2 separate regions of the Zea mays genome follow, and region 1 is linked to region 2. The links are chromatin contacts, called in public Hi-C maps. All regions are on one chromosome and are shown on one strand. The core of a region is the stretch at or near the end of the contact, and the rest is flanking DNA. Distances in the headings are between cores, read along the strand shown.

Region 1 (7,361 bases), core at 4,210-6,709, 350 kb after region 2:
CTCATGAAGAAGGATGCACAATAGACACTGAAGCTTAGACAGTGTTCTGCGATGGATCATGGGGAATCTTCGATGCAGGTGCAGCTGCCATTCTAATCTCACATCCAAAATCAAAACTTGTTATGCGGTCAGATTGTAGTTCAACTGCACAAATAACATTACAGAGTACGAAGCTCTTCTTTTGGGGCTTCAAAAGCTTAGGGCAATGGGAATAAGAAGGACAGTTCTCAAATCTGACTCACAAGTTATAACATGGCACGTTGATAAAAGCAGCAAAGCGAGAGACCCGAAGCTTGAAAAGTATGTTGACACAGTTCGAAGAATGGAAGCTTCCTTCGAAGGTTTTTCAATGAAAAACATTCTAAGAGGAGAAAACGAGCATGCATATTTACTAGCTAAATCAGCAGCACAGGGGCTCCCACTCCCCTCATAAGTGTTCTTTGAAACTCTCAAAGCACCTTCAGTCGAGCTCATGGAGCGAGCAATGCTTACAATTTCACCTGTGCACAGCGAGGACTGGAGAACTGAGATTGTATCTTTCCTCCAAGGCAATTATCCTTCGGATGATGAAGCTTACATAAAAAGGATGCAAGCCAGGACAAGACCATATATGATCATAGAAGGGGAATTGTTCAAACAAGGAGTTTGTTCTCCACTATTGAAATGTCTCTCTAGAGCCGAAGGTCAGGAGCTAATGAAAGATATACACGTAGGGATATGCATAGCTCATATCGGATCCAGGCCTCTCCTTCGAAAGGTTTTCAGACAAGGATTTTATTGGCCGAAGGCAGCTTTGGACGCAACGGATCTAGTTAAAAAATGTGAAAACTGCCAGAAGTGCGCTAGAGATCAAAAGCAACCTTCATCTCTAACTCAACTGATTCAACCCACTTGGCCACTACAAAGGTGGGGCTTAGACCTACTAGGCCCACTTCCACCAACGCAAGGGAACTTGAGATATGTTGTGGTAGCAGTGGAGTACTTTTCAAAGTGGATCAAAGCTAAACCCCTAGCTACGATCACTTTGGTCACAGTTCAAAAATTCTTCTGGCAGTGCATCATTTGTCGATTTGGTGTGCCGAAGGCTATCATGGTTGATAATGGAACCCAATTTGATGCTGAAACATTTAAAACTTTTTTTACCAAATCGGCACAAAGATACACTTTGCATCTGTGAGACATACATATTCTAATGGATTGGTAGAGCGAGCTAACAGTATCATCATCACAGGAATAATGAAATCAATCTTCAATCTGCCAAAAGGAAAGTGGCTAGAGGAATTGGTAAAAATGGTATGGAATCATAACACTTTTGTCTCACGATCAACAGGGTTCACTCCGTTCAATCTTTTATTCGGGGATGAAGCAATAACGCTGGAAGGAGCAAGAACATGAGCAATAAGGACTCTAGCTTCGGCAGAAGACGAAGATGCTTCCAAAATAACGAAAGACACTATAGAAGGGGTCAGACTTCAGGCAATAGACCACATCAATAAATATCAAGCCGAAGCAGTCAAGTGGCGAGACAGAAAAGTAAGGCTAAAGAATATTAAGCCAGGACATTTGGTGCTTCGAAGAATAACCAACCCAGACACAGTGGGGAAGCTACAACTTAAGTGGAAGGTCCCTTCTTGGTAGTGTTCTCGTCAATACCAGGATCATACAGGTTGAAGGACATGGATGGAAATGATGTCCTAAGATCTTGGAATGTAGAAGAGCTTCGAAGATATTATGTGTAAACTGTGTATTTTTCCTTCTTTTCCCTATGACACCCTTTTCCTTTCAAGAGGGGAGAAAGGTTTTTAATGGGGCCATAGGTTGTAATTTTCATTTTTTTCTTGTGCAGCCCTGTGCAATACAAGGTCCAGCTTCCCCCACATGTAAAATGTAAAGATCTGAGATTACACCATCGAGTGTAAAAAAAATGAAAAAGCTCCAAAGTCGTCCCTAAGGGGATGCAGAGCTAAAATGCCACCTAAGTGAAAGGTGAAGATGCTCCAAAGTCGTTCCTAAGGGGATGCAGAGCTAAAATGCCACCTAAGTGAAACATGAAGATGCTCCAAAGTCGTTCCTAAGGGGATGCAGAGCTAAAATGCCACCTAAGTGAAAGGTGAAGAAGCTCCAAAGTCGTTCCTAATGGGATGCAGAGCTAAAATGCCACCTAAGTCAGAGGTGAAAAAGCTCCAAAGTCGTTCCTAAGGAGATGCAGAGCTTAGCTCCAAAATCGTTCCTAAGGGGATGCAGAGCTGAAATACCACCTAAGTAAAAGGTGAAGAGACTCCAAAGTCGTTCCTAAGGGGATGCAGAGTCTGGGTGTGTATTCGCGTGAGTTTTTCATCTTCGACATACATTTGCATACATCATCACATCATCTTTTGCATTCATACGAACATACATTAGACATCTGTAGCTTCATCGCATCATGACACATCGCATAAGGCACTAACAAGGAAGAAGAGAAGGTTTCTACTTTTAGCAAAAAGATGCTTCGTTATAAACGGAGACGCTTAACAGGAAAATAAAGGTTTTTTGCCCTCAGCGCGAAGATGCTTCGTTATGTATGAAAAGACCATTCATTGACATCAATCCGAAGGTGCTTCGATGTGAACGAAAATAAGGGAAGGTGTTTTTCGTCTTCGTCTCAAAAAGCTGGGAGCATCGGTTTCGTCCACAACAAAGCAAACAACATTGGGATAAAAGGTAAAGCAACATTACGAAACATCCACAAATATTTACAATATTTACAAAAAAATACATTCAATTACAATTCCTTGTCAAATAGTACATTTTCTTGTACAAAGAAACTCCAAAAGTGTTTTTGCAGACATTAGCAGAACAAAGAAAAGCTTCCGAAGCTTCCTTTAGAGCTTTAGCGTGAGCTTCGGCTCATCAAACTTTGCCAACTTCACCCTAAAAACAACAAGGCAAAGGTATTGAGAAACGTAATAAGGAAAAATCTGAAATAAAGACATGAAAGTAAAGAAAATTGCCGTACTTTGCCAAGTAAAGCTCGAGCTTCGTCTCCGGCAGCCTCTCGACCACCCTTAGCCTAGATTTGAGTAATGAACCCGTTGCCTACGCTTCTGGCTTCGGCTAGAATATTAACTAAATCAGAAAGTGAGAGGCTGAAGTTTGGCCTGTTAACAATTCTTACGTGATTGTATGGGGAGCTGGGTTACCTTGAGAGAGGACTCTGGGGCGCTTGAACGGCGGCAGGGACACAACGAAGCCTCGGGTCAACGGCGGCGGCCTTCGGCTGCACAGTAAAGGTCCAATGAGCGCGAACCGAGAGAAATAGAGGGGCTAGAGGCAAACCAGAGGGTGTCTCATGTTGCTGGTGAGGAGGCGGAGCTCATCGGGGCAACGGACGCGACAGGGGCTCGACAACGGCCACGAAACGGACGGCGGACCACAACAGAGCTCCACAGGCGTGGGCGTGTTGCGAGAGAGAGGAGCGAGGGGTCTGGTGGGGGCACAACTGAGCGAGGGGAGTGAGCGAGTGGGTGCGGGCTCCAGAAAGAGGTCGGGCGCGTGGGGGGAGTGGCCAGGAAAGCACGACGAGGGCGCATCCACGACGGAGAGCGCAGACGAGAGGTTAGGGAAGGGGAGGTGACTGGCAGGTGGGGCCGTGAGCTAGCGAGGGCGCGTACGAGAACAGACGGTCAACGCTGACAGAGCGGGCCTGCCAGGCAGAGAGAAGGAGTGAGCGCGTGCGTGAAAGAACCGGCGCCGACAAGCCGGCCCCACCGGGCAACGGGAGGGAGAGAGAGAGCGCGTGCGCTGACGCGGGCCATCACTGACAGGTGGGACCCACGCGGGCGCGTGCGGCCTGTCTGGGCTAGCTAGGCAGAAATGTGTTTTCCTCCAAATTTCTAAAGGCTTTTTCTTTTTATTTTCTCTTTGGATTTCAAATCAAATTCAAACCAAATTCAAACTAATTCAAACATGTGCATTAAACAAAAGAATAGCATCCAAATCAAATTCAAACCAAATTCAAACTAATTCAAACATGTGCATTAAACAAAAGAATAGCGTGATGCATCATTTCATTACTCACATAGGTTTTGATAAAATAAATATTTAACCCCTCACCTAATTGACTTAACTCTAATTAAAAGAAAGAGAGAGGAAGTCTAGAGAGAGACAAGAGATAACACCTGAATTTGGTAGGCATTTAGAGAAGAAATTTTATACCCCTAAATTCAGGGTGTTACAAGCAGCGAGAGAGTGGTGCGGTCCCCATACCATCACACCTACTTCTAGGACCACATCAACACACAATGCATGTCAAAGAGGTCTCGACGCTCAAGGGATGGTTACATCATCCGTTATAGCATCTCCAAAAGGGATCCTAAATAAGGTTGTATTTTGAAATATAGGACTCGGGACTATAAAACATACTCTAACAGTAACCCTATTTTATAAAAATTCATCAAACGATTATATAGCTTGATTTTTCGAGTCCTAAATATAGTATCCCATATATTGGAGCCCTGTCCTCCTTTTCTCTTAATCTACCACTATTTATTTCCAAATAACGTGACTTATTTCCTAAATTGCATTATTTAAGGTCTAACTATTAGAGTAACAACTTATTTTGAGGTCCTAAACAATTTAAATATGGTCCTATTTTAGTTTTAGGCTCTATTTTAGAGCTCCTTGTTGAAGATGCTCTTATGTATGCTATATATAACATTACAATTATTCATTCTAACTTAAACTAGTTTTTATTATTGACCCCTTGATGTGTACAACTACCTCACTGTCATAACTTAAACTACATTTGACAATATTGCTATCTTGATATAATTTAACTTAAAAATGAAACACCAAAGATATAGATAAAGATTGTAAGGTCATGCTCAACAGAGCGTACATATAGCCATGCAAAACACTATTTTTACATTATATGTTATACTGTTTATAGAGTTTGAAATAGAGAGTGACGTAAAGAGGTTGCCGGACGTTAGGTGCCTACCTCCGCGCACGACTCGCGCCTGCTGCTTGTCATAGGACGACAAGTATCCATCAGCGTAAAATTTTGAAGTTAGGATATACTTCTTTTGTCCTAAAATATAAGTCATTCTAAGATTATTAGAGAATCAAAGTTTTTTCAAATTTGACCAAATTTACAATGAAGTAATAACATTTACAATATTAAATGTATATCATTAAATTCTCCATTAAATATATTTTCATGATATATCTATTCTGTGTCATAAATCTTTATGATTTTCGCTATACTTTTGGTCAAACTTTAAATACTTTGACTTTCGAAAAATATTATAATGACTTATATTTTAGGACCGAGGGAGTAAATTTCAATTATTTTTCAATATAAAAAGAAAAAAAAAGATAACATTTGATCGGGTTAACATTGAGAGCCAGTTTAGTGACCAGGTATGATAGAATCGCTGGTTATCAAATCAGCAATCAGAATGGGCCTACTACGGAAGTCATTTCTCCCTATCTAAGGCCACCTTTCACTCCGCCGTTCTCTGTCACGACCGGGAAAAACCTCGCCGCCGCCGGCCTCCTCTCTCTTGCCTTCCATCCCCCGTTGCGTCGAACCGTCCCTCTCGGTAAACCCGCATCGCCTTGAACCCTTAACCTCCAGGCGGAGGATCCGCCGAAAGGCTGGACCAGTTACCCCCATCCTGCACGGCGCAGGGGAGTAGAGAGAGGATGATGGAGTCGGAGGTGGTGAGGATGGAGATGGTGCTGGCGCCGACGCTGCCGTTCAAGAAGGTGCAGACGGCGGACAAGTATCCCAAGGGCCAGTCCCGGGGCCGCCAGTGGAAGCACCTGCGCCACCTGCTCCAGTCCGCTGATGCATCCTCCATGCCCCCGGACCGCCCCAATTGTGAGCACCCTCCGGGCCCCACCTTCATGATCTGGATACTCCTCCTGAGTTCTGTTAGATGATTATCCAACAATCGCATATTGTGGCCGTGCTTGTCTTTAGAGAACCACACGTTTCTGCGTTTCTTCTCAGTTATTCATGTTTATGTGGGTAATTAGTTGAAAATTATTGGTTGTGTGTTGGTGCTAATAAATAGAGGTAAGTTGGTTGCTCCTATTCAGTTAAGTTGTCAGGATCATAGATTAAAGGCCTGTTTGGTGCGGCTCTGGCTCTGGATCCGGCAACAACGACTTCAGTAGAGGAGCCAGCTGCTTCAAGCACCTGAAGAAGAGGAACCATTTTTTATGTAAACAACAGGAGCTGTAGCCACTTTTAGTGTATGGAGGAGGAGCTACCTTTTGAGGCTTCTACTCTTGCCCTGGCTGTGGCTCCAGCGGAGTTGCTGTTGAATGGGGAGCCACGCCAAACAGGCAGTAACAATTTATTGGATTAGAATGTATACATGCTTGTAGGCCATTGGCATTTGCCACCAAGTGGTTTGGTAAATAAAAAGGTCTTCAGATCTGGACTCTACATTTTTGGACAGCAGAAGGATCACATCACATCGAAATTTGTCGTTACAGAGTAGCTGTTTGACTGTTCACACAGAAACTATTAGATTAATGCCATCGTCATGATTATTATTCCATACTTTTTGTGAAGAATTTGTACACACTACACAGATGAATGTCAATAATATTATATTGTGGAGATCTTGATACACATTGAAATAAAATTTTAAGATTGTTTTGAGCACTGTGAATGGAACCTTAGATATTTGTAACATATCATCACTTTACTTTTTGAAGCAAGACTTTACTATTACTGAACCTGAAATGTCATCGCAAGCAAGCCGAATGATTCAATCAGGGATTACATCAATAATAGGACTGGCAACACAATGGCACTTCGAGCCAAGCTCGGCTAGAGCCCGCACTACTTTGTTACATTTCTATTTTTGTGTGTTGACTGAAAAAGAGACCTGACTTTTATTGATCATTTGGCTCGAGCATTGCTCGTACAAACTAAGAATTCTTTTTAGCTGCAAAGCGTTTTGTCCATTTGCACCAACGAGGATCAAAGAACCATGAGTAAATAAAAGATGGTAAACACTTGGAGCACTTGGACATACTTTAACTCTATTTATTCTTCCTTCTCTATCTGCCTTGAGCAAGAGCTAAGAGTGATGAAAATCTAGGTTTCACTGATACGTGAGGTAGGCTGTTGTACCCATATTCGACATGGAAGGATACTGCGAAATGTTGTGATATGCATATCGGGAACTACCATGAAATTGTGGTTTTAAAAAATAGAAGGATTTAATCACCAACATGTTTCTAATACTTCCTGATGCTTCAACCCAATACGTTGTTTGTATTCATGCGATAGTAGCAGGGTGATGGGGAACTAGGGGGGCATGCAAGGTGGGCCAGGATATGAGAAGAGTGCTTACCCAATG
Region 2 (7,200 bases), core at 4,243-6,742:
GGAAGACACTTGCAAATCATCTCTAGCACTGAACCTCTCAAGATTACTAGTAGAGCTGCTGCCCTGCAGTCTTGAGTTAGACTGGCCTCCAGCACCATGCATTTCATTTCCATTTGAAGTAGGAACAGTTACTGCATCGGGTATGTCATTAGATGAAGTTGGCTCTCCCGGACATACATCCATAGGGGTAGCAAACTGTTCAAGCTGTACATTTGCAGTATCTGATGTGGAAGGTTGAACTAATGATGATCTCTGCTGCACAATGGTTGAACTACTGTCATTGCCGAGCACATGTAAAATTCCACCATCTCTGAGGTATGCAGGCCACAGTAAGCAAGGTGACACCACATTGGACTCAGGAAGTGTACAGAATCTAGAATTAGTGTTTGTCACCAGCAGGGCCGATGGGTAATTTAGATATCCAGAGGATCTTGCCAGAGTCAGCGGTGAGTCTGCAGATTCTATATTATTAACCTGAAATTGAAGTTATGCATAAGTTCATACAGGAAACGTGCAAAATTGAAGGGAAAGAATAAGTGCAGACCACATGGTATTCTATATTTCTACCTCTGCTGTTAGAAGATATGGAGCCCCACGCGGATGAAAATGAACAGCTCTCAGCGAGCGGCGGGTTTTTAGTATGATGGCTGGTACAGAAGTGCCATCTCTCTTATTGTAGTTCCATATGTACAACTGATACAAACATATAAATTGATTTGGGCATTAGTATATGGTATGTTAACGGACTCTATTAAACAGTACAGAAAAAACTTTGCTTTTCTTCTTGCTTTTCAAGGTCAACACAGCAAGACTCACTTTGTGACCTGATGCAACTGCCAAAATCTCCCCACTTCCATGAAATGCAATGGAAGCAATTGGCCGATCTGCCCCAAGAACATCAAAAATAAGTTACATTGTTCTCAAAATTGACTATGAATAGAATGCAAGCAGTCTTCTGAGAAAAATTACGGAAGTCTTGTGACCCAATACAGTCTGAAGTATTAGCATCCCATAGACGAACTTCATGATCCAAACTTCCGCTAGCCAGGATGTCAGAATGTAATGGATGATACCTGACCTGCAATATGTTAGCAGCTTAAATTTTTTAAGTGATATTGGGATGCAAAGACAGTTCAAAAAGACCATTTGTTTATTCTTGTAACAAAAAATAAACAATGCCATCAACAAGCAAGATTGTCACCAAATGACAAATATAATATGGAAAGAGAAATTATAATAATAATGTTCTAGCCAGTCCATTATTGAAAAATCAACAACCACACCAGGGGCGGATCTAGGAGGGGGGCTGCCGGGGCTGCAGCCCCGGTCGCCCCCCATGACACCTATTTTATAACGTGTCCTAATAATATATATACTCCATCTATCTTAAAATAGTAGTCATCATTTTAGGGAATTAGTAGGTTTATATAATTTTTGATTGATGCATGTGTTTTATATATGTATCTAGATTCATCATCATCCATTTGAATATAGACATAAAAACCAAGAGCTAAAAGGACAACTATTTTGGAATGTGGGAGTATATTATAACATAAATACAGCCTATAAAGGTTAGCTAAGATAGACCACAACCTTCTTTCTGATTGTGGCATTCAGCGCATGTATTTGGCCTCCATCTGTGCCACCAGCACGCTAGGTGACGCTAGGTGGTAGCGTGCGCATCCACGCTGGACCAAGTCCATGCTTCAGCAGTGTAAATCCACGCTACCACACAGGACATAGTCATGAGCTAGCGCGCACGGCCAATGCACATCTAACAGTTAGCAGCGCGCATGTACCCAACGCAAGGGGCAGGCTGCAAGCCAGGGGCGATGGCAGGGGGGACACGGGAGCAATGCCCCCCCTAATGCTCCCCTAATTCTGTAGGACATGTTAGTTTTTAGCTAATTCTCATGTAAATAGTGCAAAAAATGCTTCTAACAGCCCCCTTATTCTAATTTGGTCCCCCCTAATTTTGGATCCTGGCTTCGTCCCTGCTGCAAGCAGCACCATGGCAGACCTGCTGCAACACACTAGTACATCAGGCCTGTGAGGACGTCGTCATGGCACTCACCCCCAAGATGGCCGCTGGTGGCTTTGCCAAACATACTTTAACTTACAGCCCCTCCTTTGATCCAATCCTGGATCCGCCACTGAACCACACTATAACAAGATTCGAAGGACAGGTATGGCACAGTGGTGAGAAGCTGCCTTCCCACTAAGCCAAAGGTCTTGGGTTCGACGCAGTCTCTGCAAAATACAGGGGTAAGGCTATGGCCAGCAGATCGTGCAGTCTCTGCAAAATACAGGGGTAAGGCTATGGCCAGCAGATCGTGCAGTCTCTGCAAAATACATGGGTAAGGCTATGGCCAGCAGATCGTGCATGTGGCCGTGCAAAACACTGGTTTGCACTATAGACGACATGGTTTACACTTTACAGAGTGGAGTTCAAATGCAAGATGGAGATGAGTAAGCTGCTGGAGATAGCCTAAGGCTTGCCTCGGTTATTCCTTCCTCAGACCCCCACTCATATGGGAGCCATCAGCACTGGGTCTGTACACAGTATAACTAGATTCCTTTCTTTGCAAGAGCTTGAAGCACATGATACTAATCTAAATGCACAAGAAAAAATATATGCCGGTATGATGGACATACCACCCAAGGAGTGCGTCGATGTCCAGTCAAAACCTTCAAACATTTCCCTGTTTGGCAGTCAATTATTTTCACGGTATGGTCACCACTGAGAAAACAGATTGAGTTAGTCAGGATGTCTTTCAGTTCAGTTTGTTATACAGTGAGTCAATAAACTTACTGTGTGGACGCAAGTGTTTTTCCATCTGGACTGAAAGCAGCTGCAATAGTTGACCTAGGAGGTGGCAAAAGAGGGCAATACTTGGCAGACCAGCTATGCAGGGACTGTGATTCTGCCCTGTTCCCAGTGAGGTTTAAACGAGCCAACCAAAAAAAAGAAAGATGTGAACAGACTCACATGTGACTCAGTAGTCGATATATTATGGACTGGTCTTAAATATCTCAAAAAAGGCTTTCCTTACCATGAAAAAATATCAAGTTTAGCATCTGCAGACCTTAACTCAATTGAATCAGGATCATATTTTGGGGACTCATTCCACATTCTTTTAGCATGGTGTTTCAATCGAGGTGAGACCTCTCGTTGAGTTAATAGATGAAAGATGTTCCTGATCAAGCCAGAAAAGGCAGAAGTTAATTTTACCAAATGAACATATTTGAAACAATACACCTACCAATATTAATTAACTGTTTTTTCTCAAACGTGCAAGAGAATTGTGCATCATTTCATTAAGAGAGTTTGAGAGAGAAAAGGGCAATAGTGCAAAGAAAGAAGACCCCCCCCCCCTCTCCCAAAGGGAAACACTAGACAGAGCAACTAGCCTTCCACAACTAACAAGATGACCTGTGGCTGTGACTGAGGCACAAGGCCAAAGAAAAGTAGTCTAGTACAGGCAAAGCGACAGGCACCAACAGAAACTTAGGAAAAATCAACCCACAACAAGCTACCCAGTACCAACTCCTGGAGTCCTTTTGCACCCAGAGAACCATAGGATGTATTCATTTGTGATTGCCTTCAGCAGTGTTATCAAGTCGTCTGGCTACTTGTGATTAATCACGACTAGTCGTCCTAATCGGTAGTCCAAACTCAACTAGGGGGTATGACTTGATTAAGGCGACTACTTTTCTGGTCGTCGAACGACTAGGTGCTGGATGACCAGAACCTGAATTGAATTACTGGGTAGCTGAGACATGGGCTGTATCTAGAACTTAGTAACCAGGTTCCCGGATCGATGGGGTCGAGGAACAGGAACGTGGTACGGTACTTAAATAAGATTTTAACACTACGGGGAAGAGATTGTTCCCATGTTCCTGGAGCGGAAGGAACGTTTCCAGAACAAGGAATGTGGACACGTTCCTGGTTTCTAAGGTCTGGAATAGCTTGGGCCTCTTTGGCTTAAGTTTTTCACTTCATGGTTGATCTGTAGCCCACAGTCTAGAACATATAATATACTATAGTGCGTGCGTGCGTGCGGGCTGCGGGCGTGTGCGGGGCGTGGGCGCGCACGCGTGCGTGGGTGTGTGCACGCACGTGTGCGTGCATGTGTGTGCACGCGTGTGCGTGCATGTGTGCGCGCGCGTGTGTGTAAGCAGTCTCACTTTAGTTAGCTAGGGTCATTAGAAACGTTTTGCCGGCTACTTGACACAGCACACAACAGTCATCTACCCAAAACAAAGAAATTAGCTGAGCTAGGTTGGCCTTTTATGAAAAGGAAGAGTTAAATGCATGAGCGGACCCTGACTTGTCAAGGGATGTCACTTAGGTCCACGAACTTTGAAATACATTTCTAGGTCCTTAACCTTGTTAAATGGCTCACCACAGTGGTTGGTATGCTCCAAAAATAGACCTGTAATGTACCATTTTTACAAGTTTAGGGATGTGTGGTATATCACTTAACAAGTTCAAGACCTAGAAATGCATTGTCAAAGTTCGTGGACCTAAATGGCATCCCTTGACAAGTTCTGGGGTCATCGATGCATTTAACTCAAAAAAGAATAAAGAATCTACTAGGTAGCTAGGAATTGAAGAATGCAGCCTCCAAAGAATTCAGTTTGGGAAATTAAAGAGGATGGTTGATGGCATCACATGCATGTATATATGTTGATAGGAGTAATTAACCCTGGGTATCCCTCTCTGTAGAAGCATCTTAACCTGCAGCTCGGTGAACACTCATCAACAGTCATTCAAGATTTCCTTTCAGATGCTCAGTTATCGAGATTTCTTTGAGCAAGTAATTGGAATGTGCAGAAAGATAATTAAATGATGAAAGCACCTATGAAATGGAGGCTCTCACTCATACCTGAAATATGTGAGCCAGCTGATATGACACATCTAAGGTACAGAACGCAAGAAGCAAAGATATCATCTCCATCCTAAGGACAATACGAGGAGGTTGGTGCCTCCACGGGATCTGAATGGACTACCAGAAGTCCAGAAGATCGATATGGACATACTAGATCTATCGATGCGCTAGAAGGACCGCAGGAAAATAAAGAACAAAAATACAAGGAGATAGGTTAGAAGAACGTGAGTGGAGGATACCTGATTGGATTCGATCTCTGTCGCTGAGGCTCCAGGATTCGCGCATCGAGGACGTGGTTTCGCTCGCCCTCCCGTCGATGCGTTCTCGCGGCCCTAGGTTCGGGGCCGCCGTCGCCGCAAGGAACCCTCGGCTCCATCGGGACTAGCTAGCTAGCAAAGGGAGATCGAGTTGTTCCCGCCTTCTCGCCGCCCTCAGCTCGAGGTCGCTGCCGCCGCAAGGAACCGTCGTTCTGCTCCGTCGGCTCCAGGCTCCAGCCAAGGGAGGGAGATCGAGCTGTCCCCGATAGGTCGTATTTTCACAGCAACTCCAAGAGAGAGAGAGAGGGAGTGTTGGCTTTCTATGCACTAATTTTTGTTTACTCATTTTATTGTATTCTTTAAATTACTAAATACGAAAACGAAAATAATATCCTTTAATTTTATTTCATTTTAGTTACTAAATTATCAAATATATAACCAAAAATAGTGTCCTCCCAATTTATTTCATTTAGAAGCTCTAAAATATTTTCTGTATTTATCAATCTAGAGACTAAAATACAATAAAATGAAGGAACTAAAAATTAGTCCTTATAAGTGTTTGATTTCTAGAACTAATTTTTAGTGTCTTTATTTTTTTACATTTTAGTTTCTAAATTGATAAATACATACATTAAAACTATATTTTTAGTTTTATTATTTACAACTTAAGGACTAAAATGGAATAAAATTGATGGATTAAAAACTAGTCCCTATAAATCAAACAATTCCTTAAAATGAGGACCTAAAAACAAAATATGGCGTGATTTGCATGAAAAAGGGACACATCAAACTTTTTTTTGCTCCAACAGTCGCTTCTATAATCACATCACCATTGGCTTATGACGGCATTTCTGTTTAGTTCACGGCTAACTGTGCTACACTTTATATATGGTTAGTCTTCTAAATTGAAAAACTAATTTTAATAGAAAAATTATGTATAGTATGGCAAGTTAGGCAGCAAATTAAACATGCTCGAATCTGTGTCGTACCATTGTGGCATTTCGGGTCTATTTGGTTCGCTACCTAACTCGTCACGTTTTATCTAATTTTTATGTTTCAACAACAACAACAACAACAACAAAGCCTTTTTGTCCCAAGCACGTTGGGGTAGGCTAGAGATGAAACCCCGTATGAAAACCTCAGAGCTCAACCCCCAAAGAACAGAAAAGGAAAACAAAGGCAAAGGAGAACCGAAAACAACGAAACGGGGAAACACATAAAAGAGATAAAACCCACAAGGACCAGCAAGATCTAAAATGGACACAAGAAAAGGTCAAACGATTAAGGAGGAAAAGCGAAACTATCAATCAGGGTTCTGGCACGTGAATTGCACACTTCCACCCCTTCCTATCTGCGGCGAGCTCTTTGTCAATATTCCACTCCTTCAGGTCTCTCTTCACAGCCTCTGTCCACGTCAAAGTTGGTCGACCTCTACCTCTCTTCACATTTTCGGGACGCCTAATTATTCCGATATGCACTGGTGCCTCTTCAGGTCTTCGTTGGATATGTCCAAACCATCTCAAGCGATGTTGCATAAGCTTCTCCTCAATTGGCGCCACTCCTACTCTCTCTCGTATATCATCATTCCGGACTCGATCTCTCCTTGTGTGGCCACATATCCAGCGCAACATACGCATCTCTGCCACACTTAGTTGTTGGACATGTCGTCTTTTAGTGGGCCAACATTCTGCTCCATACAACATAGCCGGCCGGATTGTTGTCCTGTAGAATTTGCCTTTTAGTTTGCGTGGCACCCGGTGGTCGCATAAGACACCTGCAGCTTGTCGCCACTTCAACCATCCGGCTTTAATTCTATGACTGACATCCTCATCGATGTCTCCCTCCTTTTGAAGTATTGATCCTAAGTAACGAAAAGTGTCTTTCTTGGGTACCACTTGCCCATCAAGACTAACATCGCCATCCTCATACCCCATGGCACTGAAATCACACTTCCTATACTCTGTTTTAGACCTACTAAGCCTAAAACCTTTTGCTTCCAGCGTCTGCCTCCACAATTCCAACTTTTGAGAAACACCACTCCTACTCTCCTC

Evidence for each region. A called contact is a pair of places that touch in the nucleus more often than the background predicts.
Region 1: a contact with region 2 is called in a Hi-C map of leaf, with 5 times the contacts expected there. The contact joins the promoter of LOC100280831 here to the promoter of LOC103641534 in region 2. A contact is called at or near these places in 5 of 25 Hi-C or Micro-C datasets (ear, endosperm, leaf and 1 more) and 1 of 3 datasets of contacts at active chromatin or transcription factors (leaf).

The regions. Positions count from the first base shown.
Region 1 is chr10:106,852,267-106,859,627 of Zm-B73-REFERENCE-NAM-5.0, forward strand. It overlaps LOC100280831 (nucleus protein), which reads left to right and starts at 5,460. Exons shown (of 3, transcript NM_001153751.2): 1 at 5,460-5,863. The coding sequence starts at 5,686.
Region 2 is chr10:106,497,909-106,505,108 of Zm-B73-REFERENCE-NAM-5.0, forward strand. It overlaps LOC103641534 (Protein RAE1), which reads right to left and starts at 5,493. Exons shown (of 18, transcript XR_004853257.1): 1 at 5,132-5,493; 2 at 3,054-3,197; 3 at 2,813-2,929; 4 at 2,656-2,740; 5 at 970-1,078; 6 at 817-884; 7 at 568-693; 8 at 1-474.